Linked DNA regions of Mus musculus: all the other regions are linked to region 2. Evidence: chromatin contacts called from public promoter capture Hi-C data. All regions are on one chromosome and are shown on one strand. Each heading gives the region's core, a stretch centred on a gene start, on an enhancer-like site or on the middle of the called end of the contact. The rest is flanking DNA. Distances are from core to core; before and after follow the strand shown.

Evidence for each region. Promoter capture Hi-C pulls out the DNA fragments that hold promoters and counts their contacts. Capture Hi-C pulls out chosen DNA fragments and counts their contacts.
Region 1: a contact with region 2 is called in a promoter capture Hi-C map of adipose tissue. The contact joins the promoter of Dpagt1 here to the promoter of Apoa5 in region 2. A contact is called at or near these places in 1 of 39 promoter capture datasets (liver) and 1 of 9 other capture datasets (adipose tissue).
Region 3: a contact with region 2 is called in a promoter capture Hi-C map of liver, with 6 times the contacts expected there. The contact joins the promoter of Ttc36 here to the promoter of Apoa5 in region 2. A contact is called at or near these places in 2 of 39 promoter capture datasets (both in liver).
Region 4: a promoter capture Hi-C map of pre-B cells shows a contact between it and region 2, with 3 times the contacts expected there. The contact joins the promoter of Trappc4 here to the promoter of Apoa5 in region 2. A contact is called at or near these places in 2 of 39 promoter capture datasets (liver and pre-B cells).

What each region holds. Positions count from the first base shown.
Region 1 is chr9:44,324,223-44,328,219 of GRCm38.p6, reverse strand. It overlaps Dpagt1 (dolichyl-phosphate (UDP-N-acetylglucosamine) acetylglucosaminephosphotransferase 1 (GlcNAc-1-P transferase)), which reads right to left and starts at 1,405. Exons shown (of 9, transcript NM_007875.3): 1 at 1,015-1,405; 2 at 548-668; 3 at 54-267. The coding sequence starts at 1,181.
Region 2 is chr9:46,265,877-46,269,885 of GRCm38.p6, reverse strand. It overlaps Apoa5 (apolipoprotein A-V), which reads right to left and starts at 1,278. Exons shown (of 4, transcript NM_080434.4): 1 at 1,267-1,278; 2 at 749-805; 3 at 561-660; 4 at 1-118. The coding sequence starts at 788.
Region 3 is chr9:44,801,612-44,805,857 of GRCm38.p6, reverse strand. Ttc36 (tetratricopeptide repeat domain 36) reads left to right here and starts at 2,907. Exons shown (of 3, transcript NM_138951.1): 1 at 2,907-3,147; 2 at 4,076-4,246. The coding sequence starts at 3,039. Kmt2a (lysine (K)-specific methyltransferase 2A) reads left to right here. Exons shown (of 36, transcript NM_001357549.2): 36 at 1-2,503.
Region 4 is chr9:44,406,173-44,410,273 of GRCm38.p6, reverse strand. It overlaps Trappc4 (trafficking protein particle complex 4), which reads left to right and starts at 2,726. Exons shown (of 5, transcript NM_021789.2): 1 at 2,726-3,147; 2 at 3,296-3,470. The coding sequence starts at 2,973. It overlaps Rps25 (ribosomal protein S25), which reads right to left and starts at 2,560. Exons shown (of 5, transcript NM_024266.3): 1 at 2,517-2,560; 2 at 2,191-2,286; 3 at 1,405-1,588; 4 at 222-320; 5 at 1-128. The coding sequence starts at 2,519. The coding sequence ends at 226. Ccdc84 (coiled-coil domain containing 84) reads left to right here. Exons shown (of 11, transcript NM_201372.4): 11 at 1-111.

The DNA of each region.
Region 1 (3,997 bases), core at 156-2,655, 1.9 Mb after region 2:
CAAGGGTACCAGAAAGTAGGTGCCACAGGGGCAGTAGTGGCAAGGTTACTCACCCAAGTCCAAATGCAGGCCCAGAATCCAGCGGAAGGGCTTGGGCACCACGATGGTTGTATTGCCAAAGTTTGTGAAGTAGACCATGAGGAGAGGTAGTGAGGCAGCTGTGGGCAGCAGCAGCTTGTGGCGCCAGCGGAGATTGAGGACATCATCAGCAAACCCCAGGAAGATCATGCAGCAGATGGCAAGGAGGGCACCTATTAGGGCCACAAACTGGGGGAGAAGTGGGCACGTAATGACTCACACCTACTTCTACTCTGTCAAGAATTCCTGTCTTTTCCATTTTTTTTTTCGGAGTTGGTGATTGAACGCCGGGTCCTTGCACATACTCACATACTGAGAAAGCGCTCTACCACCGAGCTATATCACCAGTCCAAGAATTCCTGTCTCTATGGTTGTGGCCACAAGCATCCTTTTCCCAAATCCAAATAACCCCAACTCAAGTGCCCGGCCCCAGCCAGCCCGCTAATAACTTCCCCACTGGTGCACTTACTTCATGGTGGGGGAATGCCTTACACTGCTCCTCCACGAAGCAGTTCAGGAAGGGGAAAGGGATGAAGCAGAAGAGGATGATAAGGAAAACAGCACCGCTGATCACTCCCTGGGACTCTGGGCTGCGGCCCAGCGGGAAAGGGTGGAGGAGGAAGAAGAAAGGGGCGTGGTCACTCACAATAGTAGGGGTCCCAGTAAACCAAAGTGGCCTTCTCAGGATTTTGTTTGTTGGGGAGTAGGGAGAGCGTGCACAGGGCAAAGGATACCTACCCCTCTACAACTCCTGACACCCAACAGTTCCATTCCGTCCTTCCCAAGGATAGACAACTTTAATGACCTCCCAGAGTTCTGGGTGCCTAGGTTAGCTTTCCGGCTAGTGCAAAGCCAAGCATCTCAGTCCTTGCCCCTGTTCTGCACAATCCTGCCCCCCCCCCCCCCAACCCAGGACACTCGCGTGCGGTTACTCACATCTGCTGCTGGCTGAGCTTGTTGAGGTCCTGGCCACAGAGGCGCGCGGCGATAAAGTGGCTACGGAAGGCAGGGATGAGGGTGACTGTAGCCACGAATCCCAACAGCGAGCCGATCAAATTCACCAGCAGCGGCAGCGGCAGGGGCAACTCCGGGAAGGCCCACATGGTGACCCTCCGGTGGCCGCCGCCCCGCCGCCTACTCAGCTAACTGGTAAGCCAGGAACAATCCCGTGGCCTCGGCAGCCGGCAGTGCGGCTCCCAACCCGCAGAGGATTCCGGCGCCAGCGGGAACAAAACCCAGCTAGGACGCTAGGACCTGACCCTCCCTCCTGACCAGCAAGAAGCTCTTAGGAAGCAACCTCGGCTCTGCCCCGCTGCACCTACCCATTGTTTCCACCCGGATCTTAATTGCGAAAGAACTATCGCTGCTGAAGACCGAAGCACCATTTTTAAAACGGGCACTGTAGCCGGACCGGTAGTGTTATTTTAAACAAAGCTTTAGTTCTAAAGGAGTGGTACCATTAGCGTTTTTGAAAACTCAACTGAAGAAAATACAAGAACGTGGATACTCTCGAAACAATCATATTGTGCAGCTCAGAGTGGAAATAGGCTTTGCCCAGTTCCAACATGAACGCTTCCTCGTACCACGTGGCTGACACCGCTAGTTCTGTGGTTCCACGTCGTCTCCCTCGCAGGTCGGGTTTAAAGGGCTAGCAGCCTGAGCTTAGTCTGGGATGCCCTGGGGCTGGAAATATGGCTACTGAGAGCTGGCCGTGGTCAGGAAGAATGAGAGTGTGGAAGCACACCCGCTCTTTGCAGGAAAACTGTTGCCGACGTAAACACTGGTTCCAGAAACTCAGGAACAATCTGGAGGGTTTTTAAAACCTGGGAAGCTCAGACACTCGAAAAGCCCCTCCCGCCCTTTTTCTTGTTCATGATCCAGGTACTTTTCCCACAACCCACCCACCTTCTGCCTCCACTATAGCAGTTTGTTGCTGGGCAACCTACCGCTGCATTTCGCCAGGAGGAAACTGTTTGAGCTTTCAGGTCTTCGATTAAAGCAGGGATTAAAACTTGATGTTGGATCACAGCACTGTGCCAACGCTTTCCAAATAGACAGAAACCGACGCATTGCAAATAACTAACGAGGCAGGAGAGCTTGTCCATACCTCCAGTGAGCTTGTGGGTTTCCTCCCAGTCAAGTTTCTTCCTCCCAGTCACTTACTTGCCTTTTGACACCTGTACACGCTAGTAGTACAGCAGTTCACTGGAATATTGATCCCTTAGGTGGCAAATGTTTTCCTCAGAGAGGAATCCACCACAGAGAGTTAGGGAGTTGACAATAACATGGCGTTTTGTCCATCCCCTTTTGAATTACAGCATACTCCTAGAATCAGGGTGAAGTTGACACTACTTAGGTCAAAGAATTTCTTAAGGGCTGGAGAGTAGGCTCAGTGGTTAAGTCTGCTCTTCCGAAGGTCCTGAGTTCAAATCCCAGCAACCACATGGTGGCTCACAACCATCCGTAATGAGATCTGACGCCCTCCTCTGGTGTGTCTGAAGACAGCTACAGTGTACTTACATATAATAAATCTAAAAAAAAAAAAAAAAAAGCCGGGTGGTGGTGGCCCACGCCTTTAATCCCAGCACTTGGGAGGCAGAGGCAGGTGGATTTCTGAGTTCAAGGCCAGCCTGGTCTACAGAGTGAGTTCCAGGACAGCCAGGGCTACACAGAGAAACCCTGTCTCGAAAAACCAAAAAAAAAAAAAAAAAAAAAAAAAAAAAGAAGAAGAAGAAGAAGAACTTCTTAGGTTCCTTTTTCTGAAAGTCAGGTATTCAATGTCCATTCAACTTGGAGATGGCTCTTATTAACATTAAAAGCCCCATCTATGTCCCAAATACACTTTACTGGATAGTATAGTAAGTTTTGTTTTTCTTGTATGTGTAACACATGCAAGCCAACATCAGGGAGGCAAATGTTTTCCTCTCCTCTGGTGTCCCCTGAGGCATAGGACACAAAGAGACCTGTGTACCAGGCATCATCATGCATGATGAGTGAGTAAAAAAAAAAAAAAGAGAGAGAGGGATTGGAGTGCACGCGGATGTGAGAGGGAGGAAGGGAGGGAGGGATATTAGCTCACAACATTTCCATAGTTGGAGGGGAAGGGTCTTCCAAACTGGGAGGCTGAGCTACACAGAGCAGGTGGGGGGGAGGAGCTAATGAAATCCCCAGAGGAGGGAGCATTCAGCTATCCTGTTGATCAGGAGTAGCTGAGACTCCCTGGAGGTGTGAGGGACAGTCTGTATCTTTATTTATTTTTTTATTACTATTATTTTTATTTGGAGGCCAATTCTAATCAAGCTTCTTTTCCAAGCTGGCTTAAAGCCCTAAAATCTCTTTGTTTCTTTCTTCTCAGAGACCACTATCTCATCCACCAGCCACCTAGGAGGGGTGAGAACTTGTTTAAAGACCAGGCACTAGGGATTTATGTGTCTGGTCCATCAGAAGAGGATATGTGGATATTTGTCATATAATCTGAATCATTTTGCTTCCGGGGCGATAGTGCTCCACCTGGCTCACTTGGAATGTTGTGGCTTTCCTGGTAATGGTTGAAAGCATGGGCCTGAATCCTGAAGTGGTGTCTCTGGAACTCCCGAATCTGCTGAGTTGTCCTGTTTTCCCTGTGCCGAGTAGAGAGCACACAACTCAGCAGTCTTGAGTGCCTCCCAGCAAGCAAGGCCAACCTACTATTAAATCAACTGCCTGACAAAGCCTAGCTCAGATGCGTTTCCGGCAGTGTAAAAGGACCGTGAGAGAGCTCTGCAAAGTCTGAGGCAAGGCCTACCTGTGGCCCTGTCTTTCCCCTCTGCCATCTCTACTTTCATTCTGACTACCAAAAGTCATCAACTGGAAGTAAAACCTAACATTGCCCAGTCCTTTGGGCTGACACGATTTTTGAGAAGTGGAAAATAATGTAGAG
Region 2 (4,009 bases), core at 29-2,528:
GCCTTCTGGGTCCTGGGCCAGCAGAGGAGGCTCCTTCCCAGGCCCTCTCAAGGGTCCCAGCTTTTCTAGGTAATTGTTCATATTGTAGAGGTCTTGCTCGAAGCTGCCTTTCAGGTTCCTGGAGAAGGAGAAAGACAGAGAATCAGGCCATTAGACTGCTAGCATTGAAATCTCCCTTTCCCCAAAGCTGTGGGACACTAATATTTTGCAGAAGCCAGGACAGGAGGAGTGGCCCCAGAGCCTGGTCTTTAGTCCTGACCCCAGCCAACTTCATTGTTACATTCAGAACACAAAATGGCATTCGGTCTTACAATACCATCCAAGAAGGTGTCACACACACACGCCAAGATTCACACCATCTTGTCATTCTGTGGCATGCTAATCTCAGGTGCCATGGGCAGGAGAAACTTGGACAAGAGGGTGCCCAAGATGACTGAGGTGTGTTTGGTTCTATAGGCAGGGCTGGTTCCTTCAGCTTCCATGTTAACCACAGAGCCAAGGGATCATCCCACAGTAGGGCTGTCTCGTGCCCTCAGCACAGCCTTGCCCAGGCTACTTACTCCTGTGCCAGCTTCTGTGGCTGGCCCATCACGCCTTTGCTCCAACTGTTTTGGCTGAAGTAGTCCCAGAGGCTCTTCCGTGCCTGAGTGCTTGCGAACACTGCAGAGGAAGATGAGACAGTTAAGGGCCAGGCCCCTCAGCCCATCCTCCATCCCAAACCCACACTGCAGTGGGCCAGAAGACCCACCTGCGAGGAGGGCGAGGGCCCAAGTGATGACTGCAGCCATGCTTTCCACGATGGCCCCTGAGAAGGAAGGTAGATGAAGGCTTGATCAGGAGGAGAGGCAAAGCCAGGGACTAGATCTAGGAAGCCTGGTCTAGGGGGTGCCTGCCCCAAATCCCGATAACCCTTCCCCAGTGTGTAGGTAACATCATGTCAAAAGCTCCAGAGAACTGAACTAGGCACTTGCGGGGACTGGGGGTGGGGGAGTGAGGCAGGAGGGAAGAGATGACTTCCTCAGACAACAGGGTTGGATTGCTCCTTACCTCGGTCACAAAGTAGGGAACCTGGAACTCAGGCTGCCCTAGAGAGATGACCCACCCACCTCAATGCAATCTAGCTCCCTCGTTTGCCTGTCTTCCTGCCTCCGAGCCCCTTTTAGGGATGAGGACTGGTACACACAATTTCTGCTAGCCTGTATCTGCAGCTCTCTCCTACCTTTGCTGCCACCCCACCCCCACCATCCCTGTGCCATGTAAGCTCACCTGCTCGGTTCTGGGCACAGAGAGCAGACACTCTTACTTTATACTCTAGGCGCCAGGGAGTCTGACAACAATTCCTCTGAGCAAACACCACGTGGAGGGTCAAAGAAGGATGACCCCAGCTGGTTACTAGCACACTCACCTTTTCCCCTTCTCCTGGCACTGTTGGGGTTAGTAAGCTCCCCAGCCTCAGGGGGGCTGCCCCAGTAGACAAGTGGCTCCCTCGAGCCTTTACTAAGTGTGGGCAGAACCCACCCCCCAAATCCTGTGACCAGCAACCGCCCCACTTACTGAATGACTGGCCAGCCAATGAACACTGCTTGTCTGTCCACTGCGGGCCCTGCCTTTACTTAACTCCCCAGCGCCTTCTGCACTAGCCAGCTGGCCAGAGGGACAGTGTCCAGGACTGGCTAGAGCCTGGGCTGGCCTTACTTGTCCCACCATGGCCACTGTGACAGCCTGAGAAGAGCCAGTACTTACAGGGTTACAGACCTATGGCGCCTAGAGTATAAGTGTCTCCAGGATTGAGCTGGAGAAGTCAGGTCCTGTTGAAGATGGATGGGGCAAGCTGCATCTGGGTCAGAGACTTTGGGTATCAGAAGTTAGTCCCCTCAAGAGTCTTCCCTCACAGGGAAGGCTGGGCTCCACCCCCTTGAGCTTCCGAGGAGGGAAGCCGGGAAGCCCAGATGTTTCTCTTATGACAAGCTTCTTCCATAGGCTTGCATGGACATACCTGAGTGCTTCATCCTTTCTCTTCAACCTCCAGTCGGTCCCCCTGCCTCCACCCACACGCTGTTCCCGTCACTTTCCTCAGAACTTCCCTCTGCCCTTCACCGTGACCAGTTCAGCCTCCTCCCTTGTCTCCACACAAAACTTCTGCCATCCTCGATCCACTTACCTCTCAGGCACAGGGGGATGTCTGCCTATAATCACGGCACTGGGGAGGCTGAGGCAGGAGAATTGTAAGTTTGAGGCCAGTCTGGGCTGCTGTGGGAGGTCCTATCTCAAACAACAAAACTAAGAAGAGAAAAAGAAGCTGCCAAGCTTCCCACTCTGTCCCAGCACATGGGTCGTTAAAGAAGGGTTGTAAGCTGTACTTACCTAAAATATACATAGTCCAGAGATTGATCTCAAACACGGCATAAAACAGGATTACAGGCGTGTGCTTGGAATCCTGAGACAGGGAAACTGCAGGGACCTGAAGGGGACAGGAACTCTAGAATCAGAATGGAGCCTCTCACCTAGGCAAGAATACCTACACCATTACCATGTGCTATACATTAGGTTTCAAAACTGGGGCAGAAGGCTGAGGTGCCTATTTAACATATCAAAGTGGGTCTGGCCCCCACATTCGCCCTGTTACAGGACCCTCCTGGCTGGCATACTCCACCCCTACCCTAGGCTTCTCCAACCCAGGGAGCTGTTCTACCCTATATAATCCAACCATTTTGGTTACCCACTTTTTTTGTGTCTTTGTGCCTCCTGGCTGCACCCCTCTCTCCCCCCCCCCCTTATCCCTCCCCCTTTCCTCTCTTCCCATGTGGCCCAGCTCAGTCTGGCCTGTCTAGTCTCTTCCAGATGTCCCCACCTCTGGCTCTGCTCTCCCATATATCTACTATAAACTGTCTCCTCCACCACAGAGCTAGGATCAGTCATGTTCCTTTCCTTTCGCCTTTTTTATTTTTATTTTTTCATTCACTATAAAGGCTGCTGACATAGCTACGATTTCTTTCTTTATAGATGCTTTATGTTAAAATAGAGACGGAGATAGAATCTCAAGCAGGGACTCCTTGCTTTTACCCAGACACTGCTTGAAAATCTCAAACACTGTTTACAACAAAGGTACCCTCCTTTCCTATATCCCCATGGACTAGACTTTTGAATCAATTATTATACTGATAAGATAGTAACGTCAAACCTCATCCAAGTCCTATGTATGACTGCTGTAAAAACAGTGAGCCACGCCTCTCTTGAGGAGCCCACACCTGAACACATCTTACATTTTTCTGAATATTTATTTCTCCTAATATTCATGTGTTAACCTATATTATAATGTTTTAGTAAACTTCTGGTCCAGTTCTAACTTACTGTATCAGCTAGTCTTATTTTTATTTTCTTTTTAGAAGATTGTTCTTAAATATCTGTATATATGTGTCTGTGGGTTGGGGGGTGCCTCAGGAGGCCAGAAGAGGGTTTCAGATCCCCTGGAACTGGAGTTGCAGGCAGTTATGAGCCAACCACTATGAGAGCTGAGACCCGAACCCAGATCCTCTGCAAAAGCAGCCCGGGCTCTATCCTGCTGAGCCATCTCTCTGGCCAGCCCCCGACTGTTACAACACTTCATCCCTGCACAGAAGACTTGGTGCTTGAAGCATGTGGAATGGCTTCTCTTTTTTCTGGCTGAACCTAGACACCTGGTGAATGTAAGGCATAGGCATGCTTTCTTGTTTGCCAGCACCGTGGGGCTTCAGTGTCGATGTGTTCAGGGTGGTTGGAAATATGTGTGTATTTGTTTTATGATCTGTGAAAATAAAATCAGTTTTGATAGCTTAAAAATAAATGATCAAGGGCTAGTGAGATGGCTCAGCAGTTAAGAGCACTGACCAAAGCCAGGTGTGGTGGCGCATGCCTTTAATCCCAGCACGTGGGAGGCAGAGGCAGGCGAATTTCTGAGTTCAAGGCCAGCCTGGTGTACAGAGTGAGTTCCAGGACAGCCAGGGCTACACAGAGAGAGTTCCAGGACAGC
Region 3 (4,246 bases), core at 1,658-4,157, 1.5 Mb after region 2:
GTCAGCAAAGCAATATGATGCAGCCCAGAACTCTCTGCCAGGACTCGTGGCTCTGCTGTGCCTTCCATCCTGGGCTCCTTTCCTTCTGTGACCTTAAGAACTTTGTCTGGTGGCTTTGCTGGAACATTGTCACTGTTTCCACTGTGGGAAGCCCAGCACTGTGGCCAGGATGGCAGAGATTTCCTTGTCATCATGGAGAAGTGCCAGCAGGGGACTGGGGAAAAGCACTCTACCCAGACCTCACCTCCTACCCTCCTTTGCCCATGAACAAGACGCAGTGGCCCAAGGGGTTTCACTAGTGTCTGGTTTCCTTCTTATTGCACTGTGTGAGGTTTTTTTGTAAATCCTTGTATTCCTAATTTTTTTTTATGAAAAAATGTAAGCTGCATTTGTTACTGAAAGATTAAATGCACTGATGGGTCATGCGTTCATCCTGAGAGACCCAAAGGCCAGTCAGAGGGTGGGGGGAACTCAGCTAACAGACCTAGTCACTGCCCTGCTAGGCCATGCTGTACTGTGAGCCCCCTCCTCATCCTCTTCCTACAACCCCAATCCCTGAGGACGGGGGGAACCCACCTTTCCTCCTCCTCCAGCTGGTTTGCCTTGCCCTCCCACTCACTGTCAACCACAGAAACGAGAAATTCCTCTTTCAGCTCAGCCTTGAGTCCATTGCCAAAATTCAGCATACCTGCCAGCAACTTGGGGGATAAGCCAGAGTATCCCCACAAGCGGGAGAGAAGGCAACAAAACAGAAGGCACAGCTGTCTCCAAAACACATCTGCTTTGTTTTGAAAGTGACCAAGAGAACCTCCGCACAAAAGTGCAGGTTGAGGACTTTGCGCTGGGTCATTCCCAAGAATCCCCCAAGGGGCAACCCACCGCCTCAGGAGTGACAGCTGCGGACCTCGAGGGTTCCGGCTTTGCTGCTAGAACCTGTTGTGGCTGCGTTTCCTGGTGGCAGTGACAACTGTGTAACCAGAATAGCTGCATGGCGCTGACCCTTTGGTCGGAACTTGGTCCCTGGGCTCCCTCAGTGCTGCCCATGTCCAGCACAACCCCTCCCTGTTTTTAAACCAATCACAATTAAGGAGGAAGCCCTGGCACTTCTTAGGTTTTCAACCCAAACTCCTTTTTCAGGACCCAGCTCACCTCTGTCAAACCCCGGCCAATCCAATAAGCACCATGCAGCAACCTTGATTTAAAAAAAGAAGAAAAGAAGAAAAAAAAAAAACTTAAAATAAAATAAAATAAAAAAATACAACACACATACACAAAAAAATCTTTTAATGAATGTATCTTTCTAAAGGACTGACGCTCAATCAAATACCTGAAAATACTAGAGGTCACAGCCTCATCTGATGTTAACTTTTATTGGATTTGGGATTCTTTTTCATAGAAACCAAGTTGTTTTTTGTTGTTATTGTTGTTGTTGTTGTTGTTGTTTTTTAAGGAAAAGCGGGTCATTGCAAAGGGCTGGGTGTAATTTTACGTTTCCTTTCCTTCATTTTAAAGCAATACAAAGTTATTGAACAGATAGTTTTGTGCCGAATCATGAATACCAGTCAAGTCTCACACTCTGAAAACTTGCAACCTTTTTGTTTGTTTGTTTTGGTTTTCAAATAAATATAAATATATATATATATAGGAACTAATATAGGAATGCACCATTGTAACAAAGCCTAGTTCAGTCCATGGCTTTTACTTCTCTTAACACTATAGATAAGGATTGTGCTACAGTTGCTAGTGGGGCAGGGAAATGTCAGGCTCCCAGTGACAGTGACGGTGGTGCTGACTCCACATACGGATGACAGACGCCCGCCTGTCCCGAGAGGAGCGTGCAGAGCAGATCTGCTCTCACCTGGCTTCTTCCTGCCTGTGGACGTTGCCAGTCGGTACCTGTACTCCTCGTCTACTTCCGGTTATGAATGTTGGGGTCACCACCTGCATCTAGGGGAAAATTGTGTTCTGTGCTTTCTGGTATCTTGTTCTGGGGTACACTAGTTCTGTCTTTCAACCAAGAAAAAAAAATAGATTTGTGGTGTTTCTTTTCTTGAACTTTAACAGTCTCCTTAGCAAATACAGGTAGTTGAATAATTGTTTCATGAGCTGAACAGTGGCAAGCTTCATTTCTAGAATAAGACATTTCTCTACAGCTGTGTCATGTACAATGGATCTTTTGGGGGTTTTTTGTTTGTTTTGTTTGCTTCCCTTTTTTTCCTTGTGTTCTTCCAAGCTTCTGGTTAGAGACAAAGTGGGGGGGGGGAAGGAAAACGTGTCTGAAGCCCATCAGTGTTAACTCCCTGAGACAGGGATGAAGGAAAATACTTTAATATTCAAAAAATAATAATGCTGAAAGCTCTCTACGAAAGACTGAATGTAAAAGTAAAAAGTGTACATAGTTGTAAAAACAAAAAAAGGAGTTTTTAAACATGTTTATTTTCTATGCACTTTTTTTTATTTAAGTGATAGTTTAATTAATAAACATGTCAAGTTTATTGCTGCACTCTGCTGAGCTTCCTTTGGCCTTGGGGGTGGAGTGGGGGAGGGAGGGGCTTGTCAATGGGTTACCTAATGCCTTCCAGCCTCCCTTCTTTAAGATGGAATCACTCAACCAGTCCCTTGTCTGGAGTGACCTTCAGTGAGCACTGAAGTATATCCAGGACCTCAGAGGTTCTGGGTAGAAGGGCTGTGTTACTGTTTGCCTAACTCGTTTAATAGGAGGTTAAGTAGTGATCTTTAAACAGACTTTAATAAAGTGAAAGCATAATTTCCATCTCTGCTCCACCTTAAAGCTGAAACAGGATTTGTTTATTCTGTGTTGGGGGTGGGGGTGCGGTTGGGAAATACTGAAAAACCACCCTGCCAGGTCAGTAACCCTGGCCACTGAGGCTGGACTAAGGATTGGAAGGCACACCTCTGTACCTGAGGCGGTCCCCAAACAGAACCTCCTCCGTTCACAGCATCTGCCAGCTGGAGGCTCTACCCTGTCCCCACCATCTTCCTTCACCCACTGAGTTACCACTTGGGCCCTAGGAGCCATGGGGACTCCAAATGATCAGGCAGTGTTGCAGGCCATCTTCAACCCTGATACCCCCTTTGGAGATGTTGTTGGATTGGACCTGGAAGAAGCAGAGGAGGGAGATGAAGGTGAGCCTTTGACATTGGTGTCTACCCCTCCATAGGCTGCCTGGCAGGCCCCTGAGATTTCCTACAGGACATGGTGAGGCCGGAACCCTCGTTCTACCCTTGCAGGTTATTTCAGAGACTGGAGTCTGAGAGGTCCTCTGAATTTCAAAGTGTGGGTCAGGTGTTGGCAGGGGTGAATCTCCCAAGAGAAAGCCAGAGTTTCTCTCTGTCATTCAGTCCCATACCTCTAAGCCTACAACTAAAAATCTTCCATGATCCAAGCTTATCTGTGCTGGCTTAAGTCAACCCCTGAAATATTTGACATTTTGAACATCACACCCACCCTCTCCACAGCAAGGATGGAAGGCAAACAGGGCGGGATGGTGGCTTGGTTGGCCCATCCTGACAGCAGGCAGAGCTTCATTTGTTACACATTGTTATAAGCTAGACATGGAGCTAGCTCTTCCAGGGGAACAGCATGGCCCATTGCCTAATAATGATGTCTGGGGGGCTTTGTTTCTGCAGGAGGTAAGCCTTAGCTGCACTGAAGCTTTAGAGTGAGAAACTGAAAAACATCTAGAGTCATTTTCATGACCTGGGATGGGTTTGGTGGCCTTTGTGTCCGAGTATGTAAAGCAAAACGAGAAGAAGCCAAAAAGCTGAAGAACCGGGTTCAGATCTAAGCGCCACACCCTGGGCCTGTGGTCTAGAGCGAGTCACCACTGAACAAGTTGTTGAGCTTCTCTTAGCCAAGGAGAACCACCCAGTGCCTCTTTCTCAGGTCTTTTAGCAATGTTAGAATTCGGTTTTACTGACCTCAGCTACTATCCCTGACTCTGCACCCACACCCACACCTGGTCAGCTCATTTGGGGGTCAGAATGCCAAAGTCCAAGGTGACTTTCCGTTTTCTTCCCTACCATACACATGCCTGTTTCTCCCCTGGTGCAGATGGAGTTTTCCCTCAAGCACAGTTGGAGCACTCCAAGGCCCTGGAGTTGCAGGGAGTGAGGGCGGCAGAAGCTGGAGACCTCCACACAGCACTGGAGAAGTTTGGCCAAGCCATTAGCCTGCTACCTGACAGAGCCTCTGCCTACAACAACCGAGCCCAAGCCCGGCGGC
Region 4 (4,101 bases), core at 1,477-3,976, 1.9 Mb after region 2:
ATGGCCAACAAACCAATTCCAGCTATTATTCCTAAGACCAAATCCTCCCCGGCTGCCTTAGGAAACAGATGCACCCATTCATTTGATTCAATAAAGTTTTATTTTTCCAAATGTACAGCTGATTGAACCTGTAAAACAAACAAAAAAAAACAAAGTCATAACCGCAACATCTCATAAAGGGCACGAGTGATACTTCTACACCAAGAAACTTTTCTTCCCACCTGTTCATGCATCTTCGCCAGCAGCTGGAGCGTCCCCACCCTTTGTGTTTCTGGTGTAAATTACTTGGGCTCTGTGCTTTGAAACCAGCTTGATAAGTCCTAAGGAGAAAATTCAAAGTGTTTGAAGGTTCTTGCCTTACACACGTGCATTTGGTATCTGAGAAGGAAATCATCTCTCCAGCTCCAAGGATGCCAGAGTTCCTCATATAGCAGATACCAAGTGTACATTTCCTATTTCTTTTCCAGACAGAACTCCTTAATTCTTAGGGTGCCAGGTCATACTCTAACTTCCAAGCCGGCCTGGGATTTGGTGCTGACCCTTTTAGCCTTCAGTGTGCTGGGCTCACAAGCGTGTACCCTTAATCCCAACTCTGTCTAGGACAGGAAGACCAACAAGCCAGCCATCAATGTAGCTGTTTTTAGGATTTACTAATAATTTAGTGTATTTGCACGTAGAGAGAATCACCCTATCTGAAGTCAGTCTTTTCTTCCATCCTGTTGAGGCAGTATGTCTCACGCTGCTGTACAGCGGGTGCCGTGCAGAGTTGGCCTGAGCTCCTGGGTAAGTCCATTTTGCCATGGAAGTGTTGTGGTTACAGGAGTAACTACACAAACTCTTCCACATCCTTGGCACAGACTTAAGGGGCCACCACCTCTATGTTAAGGACCATAGTTTATACTTGTAACAACACCTAGATCCTATCTGCTAAGTTTATGTACTTAAAACTATAGCCAAGCCGGGCGTGGTGGCGCACGCCTTTAATCCCAGCACTCGGGAGGCAGAGGCGGGCAGATTTCTTAATTCAAGGCCAGCCTGGTCTACAGAGTGAGTTCCAGGACAGCCAGGGCTACACAGAGGAAACCCTGTCTCGAAAAACAAAAAAACAAACAAACAAAAAAAATCCCACCAGAGGCAGGAGAATAATTTGCCCGGACAACAAAGTGAGATGGCATTCCAAAATAACAAGGCAAGGTGGTACTCTGGACTTTAATCCCAATTAACGGAGAAGCAATAAATAAATAAATAAAAAGGGCCAGGAATTCAAGGACTGCAAAGGAATGCAGGACACTGAAGTTACTAAAACTTAAGACTCTGGAAGTCAGTCTATCCTTCATAAGTCTTTCCAGTCATACTGCTCCCAACAAGACAATGCACTGGTAAGAACAAGGGCACATCACCTACCTTTACTAAGGAGCTCCTGAAGGGCTGCCCTGGCCAAGGAACCGCGAATCTTCAGTCTCTCAGAGACCACGGCTGGAGTAATAAGCTTATAGTTCGGAACCTCCTTACAGAGCTTGTCGTATGTCGCTTTGTCGAACAGGACAAGATTGTTCAACTTGTCCCGAACTTTGCCTTTGGACCACTTCTGCTCATCAAAACAAATGAGAACCAGTCAGAACCATCCCTTTGCTCCCTAACATCAAGCATCTGAGAAAGCTCTGTCACGATCATCTCAGGGAAATTAGAGACTTCTTGGCTTATTGCATTGGCAACTTTGGAGTCGCTATCAGATACCCTGAAGACCAGACATATGCCTTACAGTTCATAGCAGTAGCAAAACTATTAAGTAGCAACAACAAAAATAATTTCATAAAAAAAAAAATAATTTCATGAGCTGGGCAGTGGTGGCACATGCCTTTAATCCCAGCACTCGGGAGGCCGAGGCAGGCAGATTTCTAAGTTCGAGGCCAGCCTGGTCTACAGAGTGAGTTCAGGACAGTCAGGGCTATTCAGAGAAACCCATCTTGAAAAAACAAATAGTAATTTCACAGCTGGTGGTCAAAAGGGGAACCATCTTAAAAGGGTCGTAACATTAATAAGGTTTAATACCATTACTTTATAAAAGTATTACACCACTGTATTCTTAAAGTGACTATGTGATTTTAGAATTCGGTATCTGGGGAAAAACTTACAGCACAAGTTCACGACAGGTCCCACAGATTCCCATTACAAATAGCTATCGCCTACCTTCTTCTTGGCCTTGCCACCAGATTTATTTACTGGGTCTTTATCCTTTTTGGCCGACTTTCCGGCATCTTTCTTCTTCTTGTCGTCTTTGGGAGGCTAGGGGAAGAAAGCGGGAGTGCAGGCCAGTCACATGGTGGTCCCATGCACCCCGATCGCAGCCCTTCACCCACCCAGGCGCCGCCGCCGGAGCACATGGACACGATGGCGGCAGCCGCCCGGAGAGGCAGGCCCGCGGGTCACGAAGCAGTCCGTGTAGGGTCGCCTCCACCTCCCCCCAGCACCGCCCGATCCTCTGAACCCCACTGCTCAACCCTCGCGGGCCTTACCATGGCGAAGCTCAGAGAGTCGTGTAGACCACAGCAGCCTCGCTAAGATGTCGGAAAAAAAGGAAGCCCGGTGGCCCAACAATCCCAGAAACCTCTGCCTCGAGAGAGTACTTCCGGGGCAATGGGTGGAGCCACGTCTTGGCTAAACTCCGCCTCTTGTGGGATGGGATAGGGGGCGTGACTTCCAACCTGCAAACTCTGAGACTGGTCGTAAAATTGCTGCACTTTGCTGCGGGTCACCCAACAGCCACTAATTCTCTGCTCTGTCACTGAGAAATACAGTAGGCCAGTTCCCAGAAATGTGTTTGTTAAAGCAATGGGGGCCTTGGCTTGCGCGTGCGCTTTAGGAGGGGGGAGGGCCGCAGGAGGGAGAGCAGAGGCGAGGCTATGACACCAGTTCCGGGACTGGAGCGCCTGGAAGGGGCGGGATCGTAGTACCCTATCCGTAGCACAGTGATGGCGATTTTTAGCGTGTACGTGGTGAACAAAGCCGGCGGCCTGATTTACCAGTGGGACAGCTATTCGCCACGGGCTGAGGCTGAGAAGACTTTCAGTTACCCGCTGGACCTGCTGCTGAAACTGCACGACGAACGCGTGCTGGTCGCTTTCGGCCAGCGCGACGGCATCCGGGGTGGGCCGGGCTCGAGGGCGGGGCTGGCGCTGCGGAAGTGGGCTGGTGCGGGGTGGGAGTGGGAGTGAGAGTGAAAGAATGGGAGTGGGAGTAAGCGGGGCGGGGAGTGGCCCGGGCCATCTCTGATCCTTAGCCACTCTTCTTGTAGTGGGCCATGCAGTGTTGGCCATCAATGGCATGGACGTGAATGGCAAGTACACGGCTGACGGGAAAGAAGTGCTGGAGTATCTGGGTAACCCTGCGAATTACCCGGTTTCCATCCGATTCGGCCGGCCCCGCCTTACCTCTAACGAGAAGCTTATGCTGGCCTCGATGTTCCACTCGTAAGTTTCCCTACCCCTTTTAAACATTTCCTCCCCTGACTAGTGCATCTGTCTCTAGGCCGGCTAAAGTGTTTCTTTGTGTACTTAAAGAGGTACAATTACTGTGTACCTCTTTAAGTGGCTGAACTCTTTTTATGAAGAAATGTCAACTATAGCCAGGTTTGAGGTAGTTTGATTTTTGCCCAGTCAGGTCTTGTCCTCTTGACCCTAGTTTCTTCATCATTAACATAAGGTAATTGAATTTTTGAAAAAAAAAAATTTGGGGGGGATAGGGTTTCTCTTCAACTTCTGTATTAGGGTTTTACTGCTGTGAACAGACACCATGACCAAGGCAAGTCTTATAAAAAACATTTAATTGGGGCTGGCTTACAGGTTCAGAGGTTCAGTCCATTATCATCAAGGTGAGAGCATGGCAGTATCCAGGCAGGCATGACGCAGGAGGAGCTGAGAGTTCTATGTCTTAATCCAAAGGCTGCTAGTGGAAGACTAGGTTGTCTTGGAACTCACTCTGTAGACCAGCCTAGCCTCAAACTCAGAGATCCACTTCTCTCTGCCTTCCAAGCGCTGGGTTTAAAGGCGTGTGCCAATCACCACCACCACCACTTAATTAGATAATTAAATTAAGTGGACA